2 separate regions of the Mus musculus genome follow, and region 2 is linked to region 1. Evidence: chromatin contacts called from public HiChIP or PLAC-seq data. All regions are on one chromosome and are shown on one strand. Each heading gives the region's core, a stretch centred on a gene start, on an enhancer-like site or on the middle of the called end of the contact. The rest is flanking DNA. Distances are from core to core; before and after follow the strand shown. Region 1 has its middle 100 kb from the start of Gm25800. Region 2 overlaps Efna5 (ephrin A5).

Region 1 (4,274 bases), core at 919-3,418:
AAAGGACGATGATTTTAGCAGTGCATTCTGGAACCTTAGGACTTTCTTCAGATAGTTGAAGAAACTTCAAAGGGGGCAATGATTATTTTCCCTCAAAAGGTTTGGTTTTTATCAAAGAGCTAAAACATCTGCATTCTTTATCACAAATTTTAAAAAAAGCTTACAGAACATAGAACATATCAGAATTTGTTATTGTATCACAAGTTCTGGGTTGGGCTCTCTGCTAGTGCCCAGCTGAGAGGATGCTCATGGACTGGTTTCAGCACTGATGTATCTATCCGCTGAGTCCAAAAAGCTGTGCACAGAAAGCAGGGCATGCTTAGGCTGAAGTCCCCACTGCCATAGGTCACCCTGTGCAACGTGCATATGGGGACCTGCTCATTTTATTATTTTGGTTTTTTTTTGGTTTTTTTTGTTTGTTTTTTTGTTTTTTGTTGTTTTTTGAGACAGGGTTTCTCTGTGTAGCCCTGGCTGTCCTGGAACTCGCTTTGTAGACCAGGCTGGCCTCGAACTCAGAAATCCGACTGTCTCTGCCTCCCAAGTGCTGGGATTAAAGCTGTGCACCACCACCGCTTGGCTTAAGTAGGTTTGTTTTTAAGACAGGGTCTTGGTATGTAGCCCCTGAAATTTGTAGTGCAGAACAAAATAGTTTTGAACTTGCAGGAGGCTGGCTCTCTTCCTTTCCTGGTGCTGGGATTACAAGTATGCACTCTCTTCCCCATAAGTATGATGTATGGTTGTGGTGTCTGTCTTATGTTTTTCCTTGTCTGTCCACAGCTGTATGACTTTTTCAACTTTCCACATTTGTTCTTATTAGCAGCAAATAATAATAATAATAAAGTTTTGAGATTTCCGACCTTGTGCTAATGAACATTTCTAGGCGTCTCATATAATTTACCGAGCACATTATCACATCTTTGTATTTATTTCTGTAGTGTCTATAAAAGGCCAGTGAAACCAAGAAGAAACTGTTGCCTGCTAAGGTAGTTTGTGGTGTTGGAGACACAGGTCAGTTGGTAGAGGGCTTGCCAGCACATACTAAGGTCTGTCTTCGAACATATTAAAAAGCCTAGAGTGGTGATACACTCTTGCACACTTGAAATTCCAACACTTGGAAGGTGGAGACAGAAACATCAGGAACTCAAGGTTCCCCGCAGCAGCTATGTAGTGAGTTGGAGGCTAGCCTGGGCTACAAGAACCTTATCTGGAAAAGGAAGTTCTTATTTTAAGATATTTATTATGTAGTAAGGGAAAAAGCCAACTTCCTCCCAAATTGTCTCATACCCTGACTGTAAGCTTCAATCTGCTTCCCTATCTTTTTTTGCTAACGTGGTATCTGTATAAGAGTTTTGCCTGATTATTTTTGAATGGCCAGATTTTAAAGCACTGTGAAACATGGAGTAGGTACTCAGGGTTTCTTCATTCTTTTTGACAATGCAGGCAGAGAAAGCAGCACAAAGCTTAATTCTCAGTGGTCTTAGCTAGATGAGTCTATAAATTGAAAGTAATATAGGTCAGTCTTGCTGAAGGTGGAAGCTGGTGGTTAGCTTGTGTTTCTAAAGTATTATTATTTAGCATGTGGCTTCCTTCAGATCTTTAAAAAAATCTGATTTTCAAGAGTTCAAGAGTTCACTTGTCTCCCTTAGACCTCTAAGGTTTTTCAGGTTCTCTAATTTGTGCGATGGCACTGCATTGTCAATTGGTGATTCTGATGTCAGTTGCATCTCCATTTTATTTGCGCTTGTTCTAAACTGTCCACTCACTCTCTTGGGCGTCCCGAGAGCTTATGGCAGTGGACAAACTCACTGTGTTTTGCATGGGTGTGTAGGATCATTAACATTGGCCCATTTTCAGTAGATGCCATGGTTAACTTAAGTTTTATTTATTCAGTGACTGGCCTGTTAATTAGTTTCTTTGCACTATCTGGAATTTGGGTGTGGATGGAGTTAAAAGAAAAAAACAAGGCAAAACCCCCTGAGATGGCAAAATAGTGAAGCAGAAACTACATTTACACCTTAAACCTATCTAGTTACTATCCAGGCTGTGATCTGTTCAGAACCTCTCTAAAGCTACCTCATAAACACAAGGACTCCTGTCTTTTAAGACCCTCTTTGATTGGATGGTCAGCTTCCTTTGTCACAGGGATTAGCTCATTGCTTCCTTCTGTGTTCCCGAGGTGCCACGCCCCACCCTAACAGGGAGCCTTTGTGTCTCCAGGCCAAAGTCTTACTGTTGTGCTCAAGTGCTGGATCATTACCAAGGGCGAAACTCTGAAAACTTTATGGGAATGCTGATGCTGGAAAAGCTCCAAATGGAAGAATGCAATAGGAATATTGTCTGAGCGTAATAAGGATGCGGTCTGAAATATCAAGGAGCTATTTGGTTTCATAATCACAGCTGTCGGGTTTTCCTAATTTACCTACTTGAGCCAAATGTCCACTCTGATGAGTGATCCTGTTCGAATTGGGAGAAGGCCCTGGGTATAGTGATCTCTAAGAATACATTAAGTTCCTTGCGGGTCAGATAAAGGCCTATGGTGCATTCTCTTCTTGTAAACGTTTTTGTTAACATCCTGACCCTCAGTATCTGTAGATTTGACCTTATGTATGATTAGGATGTATTAAAAAAAAATGTGTTGAGTTAAGATGCTGCCTCTAAATGTTTATCTGATACAAAGTTGTCAGCTCCAGAAATCATGGGCAAGAAAAACAGACTCGGCAGGCTGGGTTTGTATATTTACACGTGTATATAATATATGCATGTATATGTAACAATTTGGCATCAATTTGAGCTGGAGAGTGGGGAGACGTGGAGAGGAGAAAGACAGGGAACACTGGGGGAGTTGGAAGGAGAAACGGGAAGAGGAGTGGAATAATTATCTTTTAATTACAGATATATGTTTCTAAAAGTCGGGATTATGCCAGACTTGATTGGGATGATCCTTAATCCAAGTCGTGATAAAAAGATAGACAAAGAAACAGATACATAGCAGAGGAATCACTGGCCTTGTTTGTCTGAAAGCCAATAACCACCCATGGTCCCTGGTATCACTGATGTGGAAATCATGGAAGCAATTAGTTCTCTCCAGTACTCTCGGGACACCATCCACGCACCGGCTTCTCCACTTGGGGCTTTCAGACACCTGGTTGGGGGAAGATCGATTTCTGTTGTTCTATCCACCAACCTCAGAGTAATTAGTTATTACAGTCCTAAGATTGCTATGTGAGGATGAAAATGGAGGTGATGTGACCCTGACCTTCTTAGCCATTATATTTCCATCTCTTGCCGACACCCCACCCCCAGACTGTTGCATTTCACAGATAACATACCTTTTAATGTTTTATGTTTTCTTCCTTTATTATCTGGCAGAGAGGAACAATACGGGCTCCCTCGAGTCTTAAGTTAGCTGAACTACCTGGCACCTTTCCCTTGGCCTGTCTTGAAATATCTGACTCCTGAGAAGGGCTCACCCTTGGCCTTCCATCTTCAGGTGGACCCATCCCTTCCTCTTCCTTCTCCCACCGTCTCTATGAGAATTGACTTGACTAGTACTATATCCCCTGGATTCATGATATCTGCCAGCAAACATGACATTTGATCTGCCAGGTAAATAAATATTAGGTCACTGTGTAAAGAAAGGACCATTGCTGAGTTAAGATATACGGTCATGTAAGCAGTGCATCTGTTTCTCATGGTGTCTTATCCTCAGGCACAACTTCAGAATAGAACAAATATAAAGTGGAAGATTCCTGGTGGGAAGGACAGATAGGCAAACACAACTGTCCTATCCTTGGGTACCATCACATAGCAATCTGTCTCTCATCTCCTGTCTCTGAACTGTACTGGTTTCGGGGGGGGGGGTGGTAAAGTACCAACCCAAGAGCAAAATACAGGAGGAACCATCCAGAAGTGTAGCTCGGGTATACTCTCATAATTACCATAATAAGCAATTTAGGTAAGAGCTTGAATCCAGAGTCTGAACATGCTTTGATTTTACTTTCTCCGTAAAATTGGACACTTTAATACCATGTTCTTCTGCTCCGAGGCCATTCCTTCCGTCATCCAATGAAGTGGATGAAAGAACTCATGCATGTAACAAGTCAGAGGAGGTTTCCTGTTGCCACTTCCTTTAATCTATCAAACCATTAGCAGACTGTTAGTAAACATTTTGTTGTTATGGAGCATGGCTATATATAATAAATATAGCCATTTTCTGACTTGAGATGGTTTGACTTAACAATTTTTCAATTGTAGAATCATACACAAGCAATGGA
Region 2 (4,255 bases), core at 1,727-4,226, 130 kb before region 1:
AATAATGTTTAATGACTCCCCCACCCCCACTTTTCATTTTGTGCTGGATCCCGTACACATTCCAAGCTGAGCGCGTAGTAGTCTTGCTAAGCCCTCCTGGTGGTAGTAGCAGAACATTGTTTAGATTTCAGCCAGTGTGCTAGCAGCCCGATTCTCAGCCACCCGTGTGTAATTAAATTCTATACTCTTATCAACACAGAGACTGGTTTGACAACATTTCAGGATTGTTCCTTCCGAAAAAGGTCATTTACGTAAGCAGCAGTGTGCCAAATAACCTGTTTGACCTAATTTCTCTTCTCTTCTCTTCTCTTCTCTTCTCTTCTCTTCTCTTCTCTTCTCTTCTCTTCTCTTCTCTTCTCTTCTCTTCTCTTCTCCTCCCCTCTCCCCCCTCCCCCCTCCCCCCACCCCTCTCCCCTCTCTTTTCTTTCTCTCCTCTCTTCCCTTCCCTTTTCCTTTTCCTTTTCCTTTTTCTCTTTCTTTCTTTCTTTCTTTCTTTCTTTCTTTCTTTCTTTCTTTCTTTCTTTCTGGAAATTGTTCAACTGGTTATTTCTACATAAATATAGAACAAATATAAGCCATAGCTCCTTCTGGAGACTATGGGGAGATTGATTGTCGAGTTTGCTGCTGTATGTTTTAATGTGTAGTTGAAACAAAAGAATGTTTGGAGATGGGTGGATTCCCCCAAGTGCTAAGGCGTGGACTGCATTCCTAGCCATCCCTGGGAGATTTCAACAACACTTCCAGAACAGTAGAGGCCTATAGTTAAGGAAGCCACCTGGCACCATTGCCACAGTGAATGGGCCTTTCAGAGGTTCCGTAGCTAGCCCCTACTTCCTGTTATGTACTGACCAGTGAGAAACTCTACCACTCATTTTGTTTCTCTGTGACTAATTCCCTTTGTTTCTGGTAAATACTCTTCTCCTCGTACATTCTAAAAAGTTTGATCATTAAAAGCAATTTTGCTTTTCCTTCCTAAGGGGTGACTGCTTTCCAGAAAATATGTGCATTTTGACGATGTGAGTCTTGCCTATTTAACGCTATGAGCATAATCTCTCTCTCTCTCTCTCTCTCTCTCTCTCTCTCTCTCTCTCTTTTAAGTGGGTGATACGCTCTTTGTGGCAAAACAAAGGGCCATGATGATTTCTCTTCCTTTTTAAAAATTGTGATCCCGAATTTCTCAACACACTTTAAGCCCTGTTTTACATAATGCTGCTTTCGGAAAAGGAAGTCCCATGGCTTTGCATGCTATCAGTTCTGCAGAGACACAGGAGTGGTATTGAGTGTTAAATGAAGCATGCATAGATCATGAGTAGAGAAGAATATGCACTGCATTTGAAAGTCGGGGCTCAAATGTCATATTCCTATAGCTGTAAAGGGATTATAAACTCACTGAAGAAACAAAATCCTAGTACGTTTTTAATATCTATATTACCTTTAATGGATCCTATTCAGCCTCCTTGCCAAGGGACAGGAGCTTGGGTAGGGAGTCTCTGGCTTCTCTTGCTTCTGCCTGGGAAAGATACCATGTGAAGTCGCCTTGCCCTGCATCTGGACTTTGCTGTCGAAACACTCAGCCTTGCCTCTTCCTACACTTCCTACAGAATCTGACTGGATCTTACATTTGGCTTGTGGCTCACGGAGGTACATGGGTGAATAAAGCTGTCCAAGATGTCTGTCTGTGATTGTCAGGGTTGTCCTTGCTTGCATGTACCACTTGTGTCGGAGTTTACCTAACTGACTTATTTCAAATAGATACTAATAATGTTTACCTAGTATTTCTTTCATAGAAACCTAGAATCCTTTATTATTATTACACACACACACATACATGCTGTCAGCTGGAAACATAGAGGAGTCTGATTTTTTTTTTTCTTCCTTCCGCCATGTGAGTCCTAAGAATCAAGTTCAGGCTGTCAGCCTTGGTAGTAAACACATTTACTCCCAGAGCCATCTTGTAATCCTTGGGTCCCCTGGAACTGGAGTTATAGATATTTGTAAGTTGCCATGTGTGATATATATATGAAACAGAACCTGGGTGCTCTGGAAGAGCCCTTAACCACTGAGCCCTCTCTCCAGCCTTATTCATGAAGGTTTTTAAGCCTTCTCAGTATGTTATTTTGCCATGAATAAAATCCTGCCAAAATAACCCATCAGGTCTCTGATTTTGGTGCTTCCTGTCTCTATCGGTCAATGTTAGAGAGGTGTCGGAGACCTATCGGCACCATGCTGAGGCCACTGGAAAGAGGACCCAAGGGGACTCATATCATGGTGGTGATTCGTTGTTCATGAACGTTGTGTTTATGTAGAGCCTATAGTTCTAAAGGGATAGGGCATCCTCCTCCCACATCCTGCTTTAGGGACAAGGTTTGGTAGGTGCCGAGAAAGCCCTCTCCACTGGTGGGACTCTCTCAAATTTGACCATTATAATCATTCCTTTAGATTTATATTTCGATTTTGTTCAGTAATTACCTATTTAAATGTAAATTACTCTGTAACCTTTTAGTGGTCTCCCAAAGATTGCTTTTCCTTCTGAGGGGGGACTAAAGTTCCACCAAAGAACACAGACTAGAAATACTTACGGAACATTACACTCCCCTCCGTGAGCTTAAAGAGACAGTGTCTTAGCCTAGGATAGCCCCTCTTCTATCCTTTTCTTCATACATTTTCTACAACACTGACATCAAATCTTAACAGAGAAGACTCTCTGTTGCTTACCAAACTCACCACGCTAGCACACCCTTGGCTCTTTGTAAGCCAACTGATCTCTTCCAGAGAGCAAGGGATTTGTGCAAGGACAGAAAAGCAAGCAAGCATCAGAGACTACGGCAGGAAACAGGAAAGCAATCCTAAGTTTCTGTAAGATGATTGCACAAGAATACTCCTTATGCAACAGAGCTGGGAGAGGTACACATTCCATCTCCTCAAATTTGGCCCAGTGACACCTGCCTTGTTCCCGTACAAGTGAGTCATTCAAACAGGCAGACAGGAAGCTGGTTGAGGTGTGGACGCTGAAAATGGAATTTGAAAGAGAAAGTAGTTCTATCTCCCCCAGCCCAGTCTCCAGTTCTTGTTGAGCTGTCTCTCTCCCGACCTAGCTGGCTGCTGAGAATATGTAGGCGGGGAGGATAAAGTATTATCTCTCTACAAAGCATGGAACTGACTCAGCGTTTAATACCTGCACCTTTGACACAGATTACAGCTTAGCACAATTTATGACCTTCCATTGTTTCTAGATCCACAGCGAGGCTTAGAGTGCATGCAGCATTCATTGTCGGGCCAGAAATAATAAACTCTTCATTCCTCCCCCTCTCCTTTTGTTGTTGTTGTTGTTTGCTTGTTGGCTGGTTTGCTTTCATTTGCAGAGACTGCACTTCCCTGACTGTCCTGGAACTTGCTCTGTAGACCAGGCTGACCTCGAAATCAAAAATCCTCCTGCCTCTACCTCCAGAGTGCTGAGATTAAAAACCTATGCCACCACTACCTGGCTTTTTTTTTTTTTCCTTCAATTTTTAAAATTTTAAGATATAGTTATATTGTTGCCGCTTTCTCTTTCTCCCTCTAACCTTTCCCATGCTCCATGCCATTGCTCCTCTATACCTCTCTCTCCTTCTCTCCCCTTCTCCCCTCTTCCACCGAGTGTACACACACACACACACACACACACATACACACACACACACATTTTGTTTGCAATACTGAACTCAGACCTACCACATGCCAGGGGATCACTCTGCCACTGAGCATTCCTAGCTACCATTTTTATTTATTGATTTTGCCATATATATATATATATATACATATATATAGTGTGTGTGCGTGCGTGTGTGTATGTGTTTGCATGTGTATGTGTGTATATGTATAACACACACATATACATACACACACACATTACACTTAGGCACACAACTGTGAGGAGTACGTGTGTGTGTGTATGTGTGTGTGTCTGCTTGTGCTATATAGATACAACTTACTGAGCTGAGACCATTAGTGTTACTTATATGTATATGATTTCAGGACTGACCACTTGGTGTTGGATAACCGATTGGGGATCTCTTCTGGGGGGAAGACTCTCTTCTGTTCCCAGCATTCCTTAGTTGCCTGTAATTGTTTCTCTAGGGGTGGGGTCCCACGACAAGTGTTATCATACCCAATAGGTGTGTTAGCATACCTATTGGTATCACTGTTGTAGCAGCCATACAGGTGAGAATATCATTCCTTTTCATTTAAGATGTTCAGTTCTGTCTTAATAGATTGT

The links. HiChIP or PLAC-seq counts read pairs in DNA pulled down with a chosen protein or histone mark.
Region 2: an HNF4G HiChIP or PLAC-seq map of pancreatic cancer cells shows a contact between it and region 1. The contact joins two enhancer-like sites. A contact is called at or near these places in 1 of 15 datasets of contacts at CTCF or cohesin (the NIH/3T3 cell line), 2 of 484 Hi-C or Micro-C datasets (epidermal suprabasal cells and pancreatic cancer cells) and 1 of 115 datasets of contacts at active chromatin or transcription factors (pancreatic cancer cells).

What each region holds. Positions count from the first base shown.
Region 1 is chr17:62,555,360-62,559,633 of GRCm38.p6, reverse strand. No RefSeq gene overlaps it. Among named protein-coding and RNA genes, the nearest start is that of Gm25800, 100 kb to the right of the region's middle. Within about 2 kb of position 2,168, at least 14 of the 459 cell types and tissues checked have an H3K27ac peak or open chromatin away from gene starts, as enhancers often do. A contact at or near this core is called in pancreatic cancer cells, where this site is marked.
Region 2 is chr17:62,686,337-62,690,591 of GRCm38.p6, reverse strand. The region is part of intron 1 of Efna5 (ephrin A5); the gene reads left to right. Among named protein-coding and RNA genes, the nearest start is that of Gm52303, 90 kb to the left of the region's middle. Within about 2 kb of position 2,976, at least 90 of the 459 cell types and tissues checked have an H3K27ac peak or open chromatin away from gene starts, as enhancers often do. A contact at or near this core is called in pancreatic cancer cells, where this site is marked.